Linked DNA regions of Mus musculus: all the other regions are linked to region 1. A link is a contact called in public HiChIP or PLAC-seq data. All regions are on one chromosome and are shown on one strand. Each heading gives the region's core, a stretch centred on a gene start, on an enhancer-like site or on the middle of the called end of the contact. The rest is flanking DNA. Distances are from core to core; before and after follow the strand shown.

The links. HiChIP or PLAC-seq counts read pairs in DNA pulled down with a chosen protein or histone mark.
Region 2: a contact with region 1 is called in a FOXA1 HiChIP or PLAC-seq map of pancreatic cancer cells. The contact joins two enhancer-like sites. A contact is called at or near these places in 1 of 115 datasets of contacts at active chromatin or transcription factors (pancreatic cancer cells) and 1 of 9 other capture datasets (adipose tissue).
Region 3: a contact with region 1 is called in an HNF4G HiChIP or PLAC-seq map of pancreatic cancer cells. The contact joins two enhancer-like sites. A contact is called at or near these places in 1 of 15 datasets of contacts at CTCF or cohesin (the NIH/3T3 cell line), 1 of 115 datasets of contacts at active chromatin or transcription factors (pancreatic cancer cells) and 1 of 9 other capture datasets (liver).

What each region holds. Positions count from the first base shown.
Region 1 is chr10:69,929,370-69,932,123 of GRCm38.p6, reverse strand. All of the region lies in intron 25 of Ank3 (ankyrin 3, epithelial), which reads right to left. Among named protein-coding and RNA genes, the nearest start is that of Gm33361, 9.2 kb to the right of the region's middle. Within about 2 kb of position 1,448, at least 29 of the 459 cell types and tissues checked have an H3K27ac peak or open chromatin away from gene starts, as enhancers often do. A contact at or near this core is called in pancreatic cancer cells, where this site is marked.
Region 2 is chr10:69,755,979-69,758,678 of GRCm38.p6, reverse strand. All of the region lies in intron 1 of Ank3 (ankyrin 3, epithelial), which reads right to left. Among named protein-coding and RNA genes, the nearest start is that of Gm33416, 110 kb to the left of the region's middle. Within about 2 kb of position 1,253, at least 53 of the 459 cell types and tissues checked have an H3K27ac peak or open chromatin away from gene starts, as enhancers often do. A contact at or near this core is called in pancreatic cancer cells, where this site is marked.
Region 3 is chr10:69,715,835-69,718,534 of GRCm38.p6, reverse strand. The region is part of intron 1 of Ank3 (ankyrin 3, epithelial); the gene reads right to left. Among named protein-coding and RNA genes, the nearest start is that of Gm33416, 150 kb to the left of the region's middle. Within about 2 kb of position 1,419, at least 14 of the 459 cell types and tissues checked have an H3K27ac peak or open chromatin away from gene starts, as enhancers often do. A contact at or near this core is called in pancreatic cancer cells, where this site is marked.

The sequences.
Region 1 (2,754 bases), core at 199-2,698:
CTATGGCACGGAACCAGCACGGCACTGAAAAGATTTGCTATCTGATAACACTAGTTTTCTTTTTTCTTTCTTTCTTTTTTTTCATGATTTACTTATTTTATGTGCATTGGTGTTTTGCCTCCATATACGTCTGTGTGAGGTTGTCGGATTCCCTGGAATTGGAGGAACACACAGCTATGGGCTGCCCTGTGGGTGCTGGGAATTGAACCCAAGTCCTATGGAAGAATTGCCAGTGCTCTTCACCACTGAACCATCTCTCTGGCCCCAACAAGAGTGTTTAAGAGGAAGGCTTTGTTAGAGGTGCCTCTTCCAGTCCGACTATGGCACTTTTTACACTTAGCTGGGACTGTGTCTGCTGAGGTAGGGTCTGTGAGTGAGTCATTGGAAATCAGCTCTGGCTTTGCATACTAAGAGCTCTGGTTTGGAGCTGTCTCTCAAGGACAGTTTCAAGAAGGGGAATAGAAACTGTTGTTGGTTGTATTCCAGTAGATATTCACATACCCTGTATTCACATCCTTCTTTTCCTTGGTTTGACTCTTTTCTTCTTTCTTCTCGATACTCTTATCCTTTCTAGACTCTCCCATAGACCGTCCCTGAATTTTTCAGGGTGCAGCCCACACTCTGCCTGTGTGGACCCTTAAACTGAAAGCCAGTAGATTATGAGGACATGGGAGGATGATTCTAAAATATCATCTTGGTTAAGGCTCCACATATCCACCTAAGTCCTGTGAAGCACGGTTATCACTAATCTGAGTCTTGGGTTAATGGCTTTCTCATGATCCTCTGGGAAGGAGGAGGATGGTGGCTTCGAGGAACAGCTCCAATATCCACTCTCGCTACTCTACTTAACTGGCAGGCTTTCAGAAAAGGATATTCTGTCACCTCTTTGTGACGAGGTTTCCCATCTAACCCTTCATGAAGCAGAGCTTCCGGATGGGAAAGAGCTGAGGTGAAGCGTAGACTTGACTCTCCTACCATAATATATCTCCAACTAGTGTTATACACACTGACCCCTTTTATCTTGGGGTCCTCATTGGTAATATCATGGTCCTCATAGAGAATGAGGACCATGGGAAATTAGTAGTTTGCTTTGTAATATTGCCTACTTAACTGATAACGAGTGTCCAAGCTGGAGTCATGGCATCTCTAGCAGTTGACTCAGTCAGATTTTGGCATCATCTTTGCCTTGTGCGCATGTGCAAGTGGGAAGCCAGCAAAGACTACAACAAGGAATACATGCCCGCTTTGCACAGTGGGATCTCCTCCCCAGTGCCTGCTGGCTGCAATATCATCAGCCATTACACACATCACTCTAAGTGCTACTACGCAGAGGCTGGGTCGTTCCTTCAGGACCAGAGTCTCAGCTTTCACTGAATCTCATGTTCATGGCTCTGACTCACAACTAACATTCATTCCAAGGCCGTTACCAAACATGCTTAGCAAATATTTACTGACTGTGTCCAGCGCCATCCAGGCACAGAGGCGCTTCCCCAGGAGGCCACGGGGCTGCATGGCCATGCTGGTCATGTGACCAAGCTTTCTTTCTCATCTTTTTTTCTTCATATTATTCCTCTTTCTAGACCCTTAGTATCTCTTCAATAAAGCTTTGCTTGAGCGCTTTCCTTCATTACTGTTCTTTTACTTTCTAAATCACACATTTCTGCAAATCAGGACCGGCATTACATGATACATCAGAGATGGGCCGTAGTTGTAGGCGTCTATAGGCAAACATTTAAAAGCTTTTAAGAGGGGTTACGTAATTGTGATCTTTCCCACTTTCAAATGTAAGCTTTGTGAATCCTTCGCCCCCCTGATTGTCCTTCAGTGGCAGCTGCAGGTCAGAGCTCAGACTTGGTTCTGACCACAGAAAGGCTTCAAGTTGTGATTCCTAAGGGAACCTACCAAGGGTCACCCCAACGCCCTGATTCACCACCGAACACTCGGGACCAGAAAAACGTTGATTGTTTACATAAGGGCATCTAGAAAGCTTTAAGTTGATTTGTTGTTATGTTTTGCTTTGCTTTTTCAAGACAAGATTCTTTGTGTAGCGTTCCCTGGCTGTCCTGGAACTTGTTCTGTACACCAGGCTAGCCTCAAACTCAAGAGATCCACCTGCCTCTGCCTCCAGAGTGCTGGGATTAAAGGCGTGCACCATCACCATATAGCCTTCAGTTGTTTTTTGACTATGGTCAGGAGATTATTTGTAGCCATCGTTGTAACTTAAGTGTTAGATGCAGGACCCGTTAGAAAACCGTGCTTCCTTGGGCTAAAACGTTATTAGGATGTCTAGGACAGCTCAAACAAGCAGCCACCAGCAAACAGACTGGACTTTTCTTTAGAACCAACAAACCCTTTTTACTTTGGTCATGCGTTCTATAAAACTTGTTAAGGGAGGGTGAACTGCTTAACTGTTCATTCACTATTATATAGGTAAGATTTCTTTTTCACAGATTTTTGTTTTTCCCCTTTCCCAAGCATAACTGATTTCCTAAAACAAAAAAAAAAAAAAAAAAAGAATTTTTTTAAAAAGCACATTGTAGGCTAGCACAGCACAGCACAGCACAGCACAAATGTCAAAAAACAAAAACCAAACCAAAAAAAAAAAAAATGGGAATATGGGTTGGGGACAGGCAGAGTAACACTACAGAAGCGCCACATTTCTTACCTTATCTTGGGACTATTTTAAGGTATTTTTAGAAAAAAAAAAAGTAAAACCAAGAGAAAAGGAATGTAAAAATAAAATAAAATCAGACA
Region 2 (2,700 bases), core at 4-2,503, 170 kb after region 1:
ATGACTTGGGGGCCACAGCATGTACCACTCATAACAAGTGTTCCAAAGTTGCAACTCTCCCCAAGGACCTCAATTAGAGAGCAGCTACAGATAGAACAGTTACTCAATACAAGGGCTTACCTCTCGTGCCTAAGTTCTACCCAGACCCAACCCTGCTTAGCTTCCGAGATCATTCAGCATAGTATGGCCACAGACCAAAGCTCATTTCTCAAAATGAACATAGTATCGACTCTCAGTCAGTTCCTGACTGTGATCACAGACAACACTAACAACCACAACCACAACAACCATAACAACAAAATGCAATTCTCTCTTTTCTTCATCAGGGTGTCATTATGTAGCTGTGGATGACTTGAAGCCCAGTAAGTAGACCAGATTGGACTCAGACTCACAATGATCTCCCTGCTTCTGTCTACTAAGTCCTGGGATTAAAGGTGTGTGTCACCATGCCTGGTTAGAAGGTCTTAACAATTACTGTCTTATAATGTCCACAGACATCAGGGCACGTTCCTGATGTGTCGACATGAGCCAAGCAAAAGGAACACAACTGGGTTTGTGACCGTTCTGACCACATGTGGAGTCTGAGGAACCTACTGCTAACATGGAGATGAACCTCAGAAGATAAGCCCCACTCCTAAGAAAAGTCTGTCTGTCCCAGGCACTGTGAAAGCTATCAGCACTTCATCATCTTCTACGGTGACTAAGATAGAGAGGAAGAGGATATAAAGAAAAATGCCCCTTTGTCTCATAAAATCATTCTTAACTTTCAAAACAAATGGCAGACAGCCTCACTGCATACACACACATACCTTTCTCTCTCTCTCTCTCTCTCTCTCTCTCTCTCTATATATATATATATATATATATATATATATATATACACACATACATATATATATATATATACATGTATATATTCCTACAATTATCTTCTTCTCTCTTAAATTTTAAAGCAGAAAGCTTTTATTTCCTTGAAGGTTTTATCCTTGGTTGTTTTTTTTTTTTTTTCACCCAGTGTGTGGGAGCCACATTTGAGTCGAGAAGCCACCGGGTGCAGAGGAAGCCCTTACAGATATTTGGTGACTGTCCAAAGAAAGGATCAGAATATACTCTAGGAGCTGAGCAAAGCAGAATGGGTTCTTGTTGATTTCTTTGTTAGTCCCAAAATAGATCTATGTTTATTCGCTGGGAAAAAAATAGTTCTAGTATGATTCAAAGGCTCAGACACTAAGTGGTACATTTTCCAAGTGCTGTATATCTCCTTGGCTTCCATTAACATCTGTGGGAGTTTAACCCTTCTCGAGGCTAGGGAAATACAGTCTGCTCAGAGACCAAGATTATTTTGGCAGTGTGGAAGGAGATGAAAATGTCAGCACAGAGACTAACAGCAGAGAGTCTTCATAGACTGTCCTCTGAGGAGGGAAAAGAAGACCTTGTCATCTCTACTAATAAATGCTAATGGGAATTTCTCAGTGGCTCCAGTTCCTCATGAACACACCATTGACAGTAATTCCTCCCCAGCCCCTCCCACAATGTGGCCTGTGAGTCAGCTCTCCTTGTCATTTAAAACAATAATGGGCTTTTTGTCTGGTAGACTTATTGATTTTTAAGAAAGATCAGATTACTGGGTGTGACCACATATGCCTGTAAGTGCAGTCCTGTGGGGGCAGAGATTGGAGGACTGTTGGATCTTACTGACTGCCAGCCTAGCTCTAGGTTCAGTGAGAGACCCTGATCAAAAGAATAGGGTGGAGAGTGATAGCACCAGAAGTCCTCCTCTGACACACATACATACACATGAGCATGTGTGTATACATACTGCACATGTACACACTGCACATACCACAGTCACACAGTTCTGTCTATCATAGTCTCTCTGTCTATATTCATATGCTGTCACTCAAGCCAAGTGCCAAGTCTTCTCTTCCACAGACACAAAGCACAGTATTTATCTTACATCATGTTTTAAAAGAAGTATGAAATGAATAATGTCAGACTGTGTCTGCTAATTTGTAGAGATAATGCTCACCTTGCAGAGCTGGGCTGAGGTCTTTGGGTATAGGGAAAGAAAGTATCAGAGCCAAGAGCCCAAGGGATCAAATCGTACTTTCTCTGAGGTGCTTACAGAAACTTAGAGCCCATTAGCAGCAGATGCAATGATATCTGCCCCAAGCAACTGTTTCTCATGATAACTGGGACAGGACTGATACCCACCTGGAAACATCCAAGACTTAAACACTACATAACTAGTAAATGAAATGCTTTATTTCATCTAATTCTTACAAAAAAAAAAAAAAAAAAGGCCAGCAGAAGTGTTGGTTTTTCCATCTGTGGATCTGAGGAAAGGCTAGGGACACCAATTCTGAACAGCCAGCTCACATGGCTTTCATCTCTATAAGCCTTTCTCCATGGACTTCCCTGGCATAATTCCATTTATCTCCACAATCCTACGAAATCTACAACAATTATCCTTTGGCTGGTGAGAACACTGAAGGTTTCAGAGATGGGGAAACTTATCCACTTCATAGTCAACAGGAGCAGCCTAGACTTGACGCTGATATGCAGGGTTATTTGACGGGACAGCAGAAAACCTGAAATCTTATTTTGCATTATGTGGCTTTCCTCCCTTCTCATACTGGCCTGGTTTTATTCTGTTGCTGTGACAAACACCATGACTCTAAGCATGACTCTTAGATGAGG
Region 3 (2,700 bases), core at 170-2,669, 210 kb after region 1:
TCAAATAATAAAGGAAGGGGTAATTTCTATGCCACATTCTCCCTCTGATAGATATATATATATATATATATATATATATATATATATATATATATATATATATATATATATAAAGTCATGGGTGTAAAATGATAAGACTGTGCCTTCTATCTCGGAAGAGGGACCCTTAATTGAGAAAATGTCTCCATAAGATTTGCCTGTAGGCAAGTCTGTAGGGTATGATGTTAATTACTGATTGATGTGGCAGGGAGGACCCAGCCCACTGAGGGTGATCCCGTTCCTGGGCAGGTGGTCCTAGATGGTGTACAGAAGCAAGCCAGACAAGTGTTGGGGAGCAAGCCTGTAAGCAGCACTCCTCCATGGCTTCTGCTTTAGTTCCTGCCTCCAGGTTCCTGCCTTGAGTTCCCCACCTGACTTCCCTCACTTATGGACATTGACTCGAGGGTTGTTAAGAGGAAACCTGAGTTGCTCTGGACCACGCAGCAACAGACACTTGACTAAAACAGAAGCCGTAGAGCATAGTAACTTAGGAATTTGGCAGAAGGGGTTAGGCTGATGAAGATAGCCCACAGATTCCTACGAGTTCTGGAGGTAGGCATGATGCAGGACAGAACATTCATTCTCCCTTCAGTTCGCAATGAGCACAAAACTGCTACATTAACTCAACTGTGGCCATTATACAGGACGTGGAAAACTGGTAATGACCCCTATACATGTAAATATGCATCTGCAAATGTATGTACACACACATATGCATTACATGTCTTGTAGACAGTGAAGGGTCACACAGCCCGAGGAGCTACCTTTCGCCAAATAAATACATCAACAGAAATCTGGCTCAATTTGCAAAATGAAGGCCACTTGTTCAGGGAATCGTTTGCCTGTAAACACAGTTGTTTTTTTTTTTTTTTTTAAATGTTGATTTCTGTGTAGGGGATGTGCCATAGCACATTTGTGTAGATCAAAGGACAACTTGAGGGAGTCAGTTTTCTCTTCTTCTGTTGTCAGGCTTGGGGACAAGTGCCTTTACCCGCCAAGCCATCTTGCCAGTCCCTGTGCATATGGTTCTTGAGCCCTCTTGAATGTTTACGTAGGTGACCATGCAGACACGGAGAAACTAATTAGCACTGGTGTTAATGAATGCAAAGTGTAGTTAACACAGGAGTCTTTGGGAGCAGTTCTCAGAATGGTGGATTTAACTTCCAGACGGTCGAGGGAAGAGTGTCCGAAGAGCTAACCTGAGGCACTCAAATGCTATGTGGGGGTCAGTGATGTATTTATACAATGCCATTCACCAGTCAATTCAGTGAGTAATATCAGTGAGTAATAACAACTGTTTATGAGCTGCAGAAGAGCTCAGAGGCATTCTCGGGTTTTCTTAGAGCTCCTCCCCCTTTCTCTTTGGCTGTAGCTGCTCAGTTCCACTTAAGACCATGTGACAGGAAAAGAGGCTGGGAACCTTGCTAAGCAGCTCCCCGGATTCCAGGAAGCTGGCAACATGAGCTGCCTTATGGTGTCTCTACTAAAATAACAAATATCCCTGTTGATCAATATGGGAACTAACACCCAGAGAGGTGCTGTTCCAGGCCTCGTCACCAATCGATAGCAGCTTCACTGTGAACTAACATTCAGCCTTGGTCACAGTGAGTGATACTCATCCCCCAGTCCCACACCTCTCTCTATACCACCCGTTTTACATGCCTTATTAATGTCCTGATCCTCTTAAAATTAACCATGCTTTCAGGCGTTCAACTGTATGGACTTCTGGTTTTATTCTGTGTGTGTGTGTGTGTGTGTGTGTGTGTGTGTGTGAGAGAGAGAGAGAGAGAGAGAGAGAGAGAGAGAGAGTATGAGCACATGTGTTCTACAGTGTGGAGGTCAGGGAACAACCATGGGTACCTCTCCTTTCACCTTCCTTAAGTCACAGTCTCTTCTTCCCCAACTGCATATGCTACACTAACTGGCCTGAATTACTGGGGTTCTTGTTTCTCTCTTCCATCCCCTTGAGAGAGTGCTAGGTGCATTCTGGGGATAGAAACTCAGCTTCTTCCTCTTGTGAGGCAAGCACTTGGCCCACTGAACCTTCTCCCTTGTCCTTCTTAGACTTCTTACAAAACTACATTTCACCAGGATAAAAATACTACTGTTTGGATGACTGAAGTTGCAGGGTCTGTAGAGACATCTCCATGCAGGTAACAAATGTATCTATATTTCTACCTTTAGGACCTAGAACATTCTGGACTAATTTCCTTCCTACTGCCCCCATGGCCTGCTCCACGCCCCCTCTCCCTCCCTCTCTCCATTCCTCCACCCGTCCTTCCTCTCTCTCATTCTTTATTATGTGGTCCACACGGCAGATTCCCCAACAGCTCAACATCTTCCAAGAATCCGACAGGGCCCAGAATAAAACCCTGACTATGTGCTGAAGATTCAAAGTAGGCTTCTACTGCTTTGCTCTCTTTTAATGTATACAAACCAGAAGAATTCCAATTTGAGCAAAACTACAAGGAGCTATTGGTTTTCAAAAGTTCTCTCTCAAGGCAAATGCCTTTTCAGAATGAAATTAACACAACATCGTGACATATACAGGCATTCCCCTTTCATGTTGAATCAACACATCAACATCTATAAATAAACACTCTTCAGTGACTAGAGTCCACTTAAACACTACTTTAAACGTATAACTGCATTATCTGAAAG